Regions from separate parts of the Mus musculus genome. Here regions 1 and 2 are each linked to region 3. A link is a contact called in public Hi-C and promoter capture Hi-C data. All regions are on one chromosome and are shown on one strand. The core of a region is the stretch at or near the end of the contact, and the rest is flanking DNA. Distances in the headings are between cores, read along the strand shown.

Region 1 (3,145 bases), core at 398-2,897, 790 kb before region 3:
TCACTATTCTGTGGTGAGCTTCATCATTTTCCGAACGTCTAAACTTGGGTTTAGAGAGACTTTACTCAGGGTCACAACTGATCCATAAGATGGCCCAAATGACCTTATCCCTTCAGTGCTGGAGATTGGACCGAAAGGGTCTTACGTATGTAATGCACTCTCTTTCCCGCTGAGCTCCAGCCCCAGATTCAATATCCTCCTTTACAGTTTCATTCCTGGTGCCTAAAAGACTGCCTGGAACACTCTAGATGCTCGAGAAATATTTTTGCTGAAGAGATGAACAAATAGAGCTAGTAAGCAGAAGAGCTGGGACTTGAACCAAGTTCCCTTGCCTCTCAGTTCAGTTCTCTGTTACGCTGCCAATTTAAAACAAAAGAAATGAAAGCAGTTACTGAGCAAACAGTATATAAGCAAATACTGTTTGGGAAGAAGAACGACAGGGCGTAACAACGACTTCCTTATACTCCTCCACTCATGACTGTATTAGGCACTTCATAGAAGTTATGCCATTTTAAAGGCAGGTACCTTCTTTTCAGTTTAAGAGTCAAAAACACCCTTCACTGAAACGAAATGCTCAAACTCACAAAAGCTTCAGTGCGAATGCACTCTAGCTCACATGGGGTTAACTGTGAAGCCAGTGTTCTTAAAGCAGTATTGGTGGCTCTTAGTGACATATGTGTCATGAAGGGGATAGCAAGCACCTGCAAATAATAATTAGCTGCTTTGAGTCACCCACCGGGCAAGTAAAGGTTCCGGTTACAACCAATAAAACGACAACGTCCTGTGAGAAGCAGTTTCATTACTTGTGTAGTACTTCACAATGACTGGTGACAAGTCGTGATAAATGACAGCGATAGAGGATACTTCAGAAACCACTCCAAGCTCGGCATTTAACTCACTGTCAAAGAACCCCTAGAGTGTGGACAGACAGCGGAGAGTCTCAGAAAGGCACAGAAGGCCAGCGAATGGAAGGGAGATGCAGCTAACTCAAAGACCAGGTGTAGTGTCAGCTGGTTGTAGACGCCAAGGGCCTGCAAAGCCAAGAAGCTCTGGCTCTCTGATCCCGAAGCCTTCCCGACTCGCTTCCCGGGAGCTCTGCCTCGCCCTCAGTCCCTTCTGCCACTGTCCTCTTAACTCACCAGGGGCTTGGATGCCGCTGCCTCCTGTTCTCCCGGAGAGTCCTCCGCTTCCGCCATCTTGATAAACCTCCAACTGCTCCCCTCCCATGCGTCTCTGCGAAACCTGAGACGTGGAGACCGGGGCTGGTCAGCGCGCGGTCGCGTTAAGACGGCGTCACCGCCGGCGCCTGAGGCTGGCTGCTGCGGCGCCCAGCCGAGTTCCGGTGCTCCGGTAGCCTCCGAGGCTCGAGCGCGAGCCTATTTGCTCACTGTTTGGGGACGCAGTTTCGCTAGGGGGCGCTCCGCCTTCCACGCCCACTGAGAGTGCAGGCTAGAAGCGCCGGCTCGCCCAGCGGTGCCCCAGGCTCCAGCAAACTCCCAGCCGAACCCAATGGAGCCCAGTGATGCTCAGCTGAACCCAATCGAGCCCCGTGATGCTCAGCCGAACCCAATCGAGCCCAGAGGCCCCAGCCAAACTTAGCCGAGCCAAGTGGCATTCAGCCGAACCTAGCTGAACTTAGCCGAACTTAGCGGAACCTAGCGGTACACAGCCAAACACAATCGAGTCCAGAGGCTCCCAGCCAAACCTAGCAGAGCCCAGAGGTGCACAGCCGAACCTAGCCGGACACAGCAGAGCCCGGCAACGCACAGCGGAATACAATGGCGCTCAGAGGCGCCCAGCCGAACCTAGTAGGCACACAACCAAACCTAGCCGAATGAAGCCGAGCCCAATGGAGCCCAGAGGCTCCTGCTAAACTTAGCGGAGCCCAGTAGCGTTCAGCCAAGCCCAGCAATGCACAGCCGAACTTAGCCGAACCCAGCGGTGCACAGCCAAACACAATCGAGCCCAGAGGCTTCCAGCCGAACGTAGCAGAACCCAGAGGTGCACAGCCGAACCTAGCCGAACACAGCCGAGCCCAGCAGCGCACTACCGAACCTAGTCGGCTCACAGCCGAACGCAGCCGAGCCCAGCCGCTCACCACCGAACCTAGTCTGATCACAGCCTGACACAGCCGAACGCAGCCGAGCCCAGAGGCGAACAGCCGAAGCTAGTCGGTGCAAAGCCGAACGCAGCCGAGCCCAGCCGTGCACCACCGAACCTAGTCGGATCACAGCCGAGTGTAGCCGAACGTAGCCGAGCCCAGCGGGCACCGCCGAACCTAGTCGGATCACAGCCGAATGCAGCCGAGCCCAGCAGCGCACAGCTGAACCTATCTGAACGCAGCCAGCGGTGGCCTGCGGCACAGAGCCACACCTAGCCGAGCCCAGACAAACGAAGTCGAACGCATCGGCGTTCAGCCAAGCGCTGCCGAGACCAATGGCGCCCAGTCGATCCCAACCGAACCTAACCGCACCCAGCTGAGAGTAGGCTATCCCACCACCAGCGCCACTGCGGAGCAAAGCGGAGCACTGTGGATCCAAAACGCGCCCAACTAGGACCATCTGAAAGCAGCTGAGACTAGCAGCGCTTGACAGAACCAGTTCACCAGAAGTGGCTCTGAAGTGCCATTCCTCGTGTCCCCAAGAAAAAGGCCTCCGACTTCAAGTTGAAGAACCTGATCCCCTTGTCTACTGCCGTCCTTGCCTTACTAGTTCCCTGAGCTTCATAGCCAGCTTCCATCTCCTTCAAATCCTCAAACCTTTGTATTGTCTCCCCACAGGTCCTGCACAATTATTCTCTCTTTCATCTCCTATCAAGTGGGAGAGCTTCACTCCACTAACTTCCCAAAACCACTACAACTTTGAAGTTGCTAAGCTACTTGGTGGCAAGTACTGAAAATGTCCTTGATCAGTAGAGGCTCCTGGGGTGGGTAGTAGGCGGGGAATGGGTAGGAGTCAGCTACTGTAACCAAAAAAAAAAAAAAAAAAAAAAAGAAAGAAAGAAAAAGAAAAAAAAGAAAAAGTTAAAACAAACAAACAACAACAAAAAAACCACCCCTGCCGGGACCAACTTTCACCCCTACCTCATCCTGGCAAACAATCAAGATGTTTCTGACTCCTGGTTGCTCTGACTCACCTCTTACCCA
Region 2 (3,324 bases), core at 640-3,139, 770 kb after region 3:
GATGGTTGTTAGTGACCAAATAGCACAAATTACATGATTGATTTGTTTTAATTTAAATCTGAAGTGTCTCCCAAGGGCCCATTTGCCCACAGCTTGGACAGTAACCCATGGTGCTACTAGAGCTTTTAAGAAGTGAGGTCTAGTGGGAACTATATTGGTAAGTGGGACTCTACCTTTTGAAAAAGAGAGTGAGACCCATATCATTTGAAAGGTTTCTCTTTTGAATTCTGGCCATTATGTAAATAGCTTTGTGCCACTGACTTATAATAAGCTAAATTACCACAGACCAAACAACAACAACAAAACAGGGGCAACCATCCATGGACTGAAAGCTCCAATACTATGAGTCCAAGCAAGCCTGTCTTTTTCACAAGTTGATCATTGTATAGAATCTGGGTAACAGAGATGAGCAGCTGATGTTGCTTTTGTCTACCATCTAGACTTTTGTTGTAAAATTCATTGTCTGAAACTCAGATGCAACTATATCAAATGGGAATGCTGATAGAAAACCAGTCTCAGCCTTACATTGGTGATACTAACTTTGAATCTGTGTGTTATCAGAAACACTATGTGACTATATGTGTACATTGGCATGTGAGAAGCACCACTTTTAGAATTTCAAGACCATCAAGGCTAAAAACCTTTTAAAATTTCAAATACAGAAAGCAAGACTGAGAGACATCATATGAGGTCGAGTATCCTAATCCTCAAACCAGCATTCTTTTTACTACAATGGAGTCTCAAATCTCAGTTAGCTTAGACATTCTTGTTTGTAGAAGATAGAGGAAAATCAGAGAGCTCCTGTTTTAGAAAAAAATGCCATCTCTGGGAGAAGAGGCAGATTCTTCTTCTATTAGTCACCCCTTGTCCCTACTCAGGACAAAATTAGCTATGTAGGTTAGGAATTTTCAGTTTATTCTCAGAGATAATGTCAGATGACCCCAAAGTATATGAATGTATGTATGTATTCATGTATGTATGTATGAATATTTGTATGCATGTATGTATTTATATTCAAAATACACATGTATATCACTAAATTCTACTCATTATTCTAATCCAATTCTGCTGTTTTCCTCCAAAGGTTTTCAGCCTTTGAGACTTGATTCTTAATTCCTGTTCATGCACTGCTCAGGCCAGATGAGGTTCCAGAGTTTTCTCAAGGCACATTGTTTGGTTCTCTCCTCTACACCTTGTCTCAAGCTTCCATTTCTTCCTATTTACAATGTGTTCCAGGACATCCCCCACTTCTGTCTGTCAAGTGAGACTTTAAGAAAGTGTCATTGTTGGAAGAGCATATATATATAGTGTCTGTATGTGTGTACCATAATAGGTATGTGTAGCAAGAGACCCAGAGACCCAACCGAAGTCAAAGGATGGCTTAAATTCAGAGTGAAGTATAGGATTCAGTTTTTCTTCATTTTTAGTAGTCTTTCCCAAGCTTCATATTTTCTGTTAAAACTCTTAAACTTCTGAAGGTATTAATATAAAAATGCAAAGCCAGAGCCAGAAAGTAGCTTCTCCTCGTGTCTGAGAATCCTTACTTTTTCAACTTTTGGCTTTCTCTGGAACCCCAAGCCTGCTAAATCATGTACATGAACTTTAAAAACTTAAAAAAAAAAAAAAAAGCTGCATTTTGCTAGCTGCCTCCTCCCTTCCTCCCCACAGATTAGGCTAGATCTAACTTTGGGCCCTTCCCTCCCTAGACCCAGCTTCAGTTCCTGGAGCTTTAGTAACTATTGCCAGACTTGTGACTTGGCCGGTGTTTACCCGCCAGACTCACACTGTCCTTTCAGGGGCGGGGTTTATTTGCATAACCACTCCCAGACTTATAAAATGGTCCAATAGCTGTCCTGCATTCCTTACAGGGGAGGGGACGGGGATAGGCATAACATGAAAGAAATAGAGGATGGATTTGATCTGTTGTTGCTACACGTGGAAGTGAAATGACTCCAGCAGAACCTTGGTTGCAACGGATTCCACCTATTGTGAGAGCGGTATGCCATCTGGGGGCTGAGGGGCGGCTGTTGGGCTGGGTGTCTGCTCTGTACTCGAATGCTTTTGTTCAAAGAATCCCATTGTAAGATCCATCCATTTGATCTTGACAGAGTAAGTGTGGGAACATCCTTCGTGTGGTAAATCACTTGGAACCTGTGGCACCTAGGGACGGAAATAGAGGACCAGAGAACTATATCAGATGTCCCTCTAAGAGTGCTACAAAGTCAGCATGACTTGTGGGGGGAGAAGGGATTCTGTGGCTCTCAGTCATTCTATCCGTTTGTGCCCTGACAGCATTCTCCTAGATGTCAGAAACGCTGTTATCCCTACAGCTTTGAGTAGTCAGTTCCTGCCTGTGCAGGTTCGAACTGGGGCCAGATGGCCGCTGGGAATATGCCCGGACTTGTCCAACAACCCTGTGCATCTGGGATCCAGAGATAAGGAAGAGAAGGAGCCTGGGAGTTAGCTCTTGGAGAGGAGGAGGGAACAGATTGGACAAGCAGAGCATCCTGTGGAAAGCTGAACTAGCCCACCCACGTGGTGCCTGGGCAAGTCCGGGCCTGTGTAAAAAGCAATTTGGCACTGTGTATGGGGGCTTTCAGTCCAGCCTCGTCACCAGTGCGACTGAGTTTCATTTGATCACTTGCTGCTGGAAGCCGAGCCCGGGACAGTGATATTTTGATCCGGCCTCACCCCAAACACTGGCCAAGGCCCAGACAGCTGCAAGAACTGGCAGGGTGAAAGGAGAAGGGACCTGCCAGAGACTAGGCTGGGAAAACAGGCTGTAAGATCTCATTTTGACAGGTTTTGGCAGCGCTGGCCAATTTCATCTAGGGCAGTAAGAGGTAGTAAATTGTGGAACTCGCTGTCCAGGTAAAGTTTCTGTCCCCCTTGACTCACCATACCTTTCATCCAACCTATGATGCATACTGAATATTTGCCCTCTATCACCAAGTTTGAAGTACTAAGCCATATAGAGGCTGTTCTCCCTGGAGCCTTAAGAGACTCATCCTGAGTGTAGGACGACAACCAATACTGCACAAGATGAGCTTTAAACATACAAGCAAAACTCTCTGAAGTTGTCATTGTAAGGACCATATCAACTAGAGCTAGAGAAAGACAGATATGGGTTTGCTTGTTTTTGTCTGTTTGCTTGCTTGTTTGTATGTTTTTGGACACCTTTTGAGTGTTTGATTTTTCACCAGAGGTACTGAGGGAAGATTTGTCTCAGGTTTCTTTGGGACCTGATACAATCCCATGTAGATAAGGCTGGATTGAATGATACTTATTAGCTGAGGAGGATTTTAATTTCCGACCTCCCTGCCT
Region 3 (3,373 bases), core at 343-2,842:
GTGCTGTTGGTGCTGCTGTTGGTGCTGCTGCTGTTGTTGCTGCTGCTGAAGAAGTTGCATGGTGCCGGCCTCGTTCAAAATGTCTTTAATGTCGGCGGAGCAGCTGCTTAAGCCTGGGAAAGTGGGGCCCAGCAGGGACAACGTGGATGGGGCAGCTGAGTCATCCTGATCTGGAGGAGCTGGTGGCTGCTGCGGCAGCCCCTTGCCAGGAGCGGTGGCCGCCCCAGGCTCGGGGAGGCAGCTGCTCTCAGGGTGGCCCTCGGAGGCTGCCTGCTGCTGTGAAGGCTGCTGTTCCTCCTCCAGGGCCAGGTAGCCTGTGGGGCCTCTGATGTGGGCTTGAGGAGAACCATCCTCAGTGTGCTGCTGCCGCCGCCGCCGCCGGGGGCTAGTCTCCTGCCTCTGCTGTAAACAGGCGCCGGGAGGTGCTATGTTAGCGGCCTCAGGGTGCCTGGGGCCCGGGTTCTGGATCGCTTCGCGCACGCTCTGGAACAGATTCTGGAACGCTCCTCGATAGGTCTTGGATGGGGGCCGTGGGTAGACCCTTCCCAGCCCTAACTGCACCTCCATCCTTGAGCTTGTCTGTAGCTTCCACCGAATTCCCTTATCCTGCCTCCTCGTCTCTTGCTCTGAAGAGTTCTCCTGACTGATGATGTAGTATCTGCAGCTAGCTGCCCACCTGCGGGAAGCTCCGGGGAAGAAAACTTGCAGGAGGGGGGGTGGGTGGGGGGAGTGCCCAGATAACCTCAAAGTCTCCAGTAAAGGAAGGCACGCGCAAGACAGGATCTGCCCTGCTACTTACACAGTTTGTCTCTAAATACTTGAAGAACAGATTAAAAGATGCTCAAACCTTGACGGGAGGGAAAAGGGGAAATCCTCTGCCTTCCAAATTCAAAGTCCACTGAAGCAGGTGCAAATAAGAACTGGGCTATTTTCTTTTTGTTTTCTTTTAGCTTTTGTTTTGCTTTCGACTACTGAAACCCTAGCTGCCTTTTCATCTTTTCATTTCTAACACCACACACAGGGTGAGGGGCGGGCAGGAGGAGGTGCAGGGGCGAGAACCTGGAACCAGGGACTCTCCTGGGCGTGCTGTTGCTCCTCAGTCTCTGGGCTCCCAAAAGCCTTCCTTGCAATGTGCAACAAGCTCCCCTACTCTCAGCCAAAGGGAGTTTACCTCTGTGCAAACTGGCTGGCAGAGCTGGGGGTGTAGGGGAGAGGGTTGGCCAGAAAGCCTGCCTAGTCAGCTCCTGGAGAGGGGACCCAGGAGGGGGTAAGGGTAGAGGGGAAGAGGACAAAGGCAGCCGTAGTCCTACCGGACACTTTCCTTGCTTCCTCTGAGTCTCCCGCAGCTTTTAGAAACTTCACCGAAGAGGAAAGGGCAGCTCCTGGGCGGCGGCTTCGAAGCCGCCGCTCTGCAACAGGCGTTGGCTGTCGCTGGGCTGGGGCTGGCGTGGTGCGTCCCTTAAGCTTCTGTATGGCACTGGAGTGGCTAGCTCAGTCTTTTCCCCTCTGATGCCCTCTCAGCCTCCAGGTTTGCTCCGGACCCTCTGGTTCTCCCAGCAGGCTGGCTCCTAGGGATCTCCGAGGGGGCGCTGGGAGGTGGAAAGCAAATGCAACAGTTTGTGAGTCGGTCCCGCCCCCGCAGGCCGGCCTCTCTGCCTTCCCACCTCCTTTCTCTCTCCCCTCCCCTCCCCTCCCCTTTCCTTTTCTCCCCTCCCCTCACCGCAAGCTAGCGCAGAGTGGCTTTAGAGAACGTAGTGCTGGCGTAGTATGGTTGAAGGCTGGAATGACTCACTGTAGCCTTTGAAGACCCCTCTTCCCTAAATACCACTTGTTTTTCGGAACCGGGCTTTAGGCTCCAAAGCAGAAGCGATTTTTAACAGACAAGTCTACCGGCTCCCCAGGAGGTTAGCACAGGCAGAATTTCATTCCTGAACCCAATCCCAAAACAGACTCTTGGAGGTTGGAGGAGGAAGAGGCATTAGAAGTACCAGCTACCAATTGCTCTTAGGTATTCCCTCCCCGCTCCCCCCAGGGCCCACCAGGACAAGCAGAAGGGAGAGTCTCCTGACATTAAAGAACAAGCTGCAGTCAAAGCAACTCTTGCTGAAACCTTTGAGATCCTCCTGTAGGATAGCTGGGAATTCCTGACACCAAGCCATTTGATCTGGGAATTCTGGGCCCAAGAAGCCCATGGTGGTCATTTCTACCTTATTCCCAGCCCTTCTTTCTGTTGGGAATTACCTGTAATTTATACGTTTTATTTCTTCAGACATGCACAGGCAAAAATCATCCAGAAAAGTGGGCAAACACAAATGTCAAAAACACTTGTCATGCATACACGAACCTTTGATTTTGTCCAAAGCGTTGTTTGTATAGAATCCTTTAGATGTCTAAATTGTTTGCACTTGAAAACCCTTACCTTTGGTAGAGGAATCACAGAGGGATGATCTTTCTTTTGATGGACAAGTAAGAGTGAATGAAGATGATGTAGGATACTCCCAACTGTAGGGACAAGTATGCAATAGAAAGATGGAGACTAGACCTATACAGAAAATGTCCTTAGAGAAAGGTTGTAGACCCCATCACTTGTAAATGGCTTTAACCTCTGGATCTGTCCCAGCAGGCACATGAGTGCATTTGTTTTGTGAGACTCACGGTGTTCTTATTTGTTTTGGGGGGCATTGTTTTATCTTTCTTTCGAGACAGGGATTTCTTTTGTACCCCAATGATCCTTCTGATTCAGCTTTTCAAATACTGGCGTTGGTGGAGTATGCAATCACACTAGCTATTTCCACATTTACAGGCTTCTACAGTTGGGGGGGGGTGCTTTATCCATTGTACTGAGAGTTTACCTTTATTGAAGGAGTTAACTGAAACCTCAAGGGGGAAAAGAAGTATGCATGATCAACTCTGCTTCACAGATAAAGAAGGGAAGCAAGGACATTGTTGTATTTCCCATATTAGCAGAACATAAACTTTCCAGGTTTTTTTTTTTTTTTTTCTACACTAGCTGTACACTCATCAGATCCACAACTCTTGGAAAACAGCATAAAGTAAACTTTTCTAACAAAATGACCTGAGAGTGCTTCCTCCTTCCCAGGTGAAAAATTATCTGCTGTGAGTAAGGCAGTTGAGGCCTTATTGTGCATTTGTTATTGCTTTTTTCTTAGTTTCACAAACCACTCTTTAGGATTAAAAAAAAAATAGCAAAGTTATTCAAAAGCTGTCCAACTGTAAAATGGGTAATTCTCAGTATTCTAGTGTAGGGTGCTGAAATGTGGATACTTTGAAGACCTTATTTTTTTATTTTTTAAAAGATTTATTTATTATTATATCTAAGTACACTGTAGTTGTCTTCATATGCACCAGAAGA

What was found. Promoter capture Hi-C pulls out the DNA fragments that hold promoters and counts their contacts. A called contact is a pair of places that touch in the nucleus more often than the background predicts.
Region 1: a promoter capture Hi-C map of liver shows a contact between it and region 3, with 4 times the contacts expected there. The contact joins the promoter of Yipf6 here to the promoter of Ar in region 3. A contact is called at or near these places in 4 of 39 promoter capture datasets (hippocampal neurons, liver and stem cell-derived epiblast-like cells), 3 of 484 Hi-C or Micro-C datasets (embryonic stem cells and uterus), 1 of 115 datasets of contacts at active chromatin or transcription factors (embryonic stem cells) and 1 of 9 other capture datasets (embryonic stem cells).
Region 2: a contact with region 3 is called in a Hi-C map of uterus, with 6 times the contacts expected there. The contact joins the promoter of Eda2r here to the promoter of Ar in region 3. A contact is called at or near these places in 3 of 484 Hi-C or Micro-C datasets (adipose-derived mesenchymal stem cells and uterus) and 1 of 115 datasets of contacts at active chromatin or transcription factors (fibro-adipogenic progenitors).

The regions. Positions count from the first base shown.
Region 1 is chrX:98,936,283-98,939,427 of GRCm38.p6, reverse strand. It overlaps Yipf6 (Yip1 domain family, member 6), which reads right to left and starts at 1,647. Exons shown (of 7, transcript NM_207633.2): 1 at 1,140-1,647. The coding sequence starts at 1,196.
Region 2 is chrX:97,375,774-97,379,097 of GRCm38.p6, reverse strand. Eda2r (ectodysplasin A2 receptor) reads left to right here and starts at 1,889. Exons shown (of 7, transcript NM_001161433.1): 1 at 1,889-1,997.
Region 3 is chrX:98,146,976-98,150,348 of GRCm38.p6, reverse strand. It overlaps Ar (androgen receptor), which reads right to left and starts at 1,592. Exons shown (of 8, transcript NM_013476.4): 1 at 1-1,592. The coding sequence starts at 567.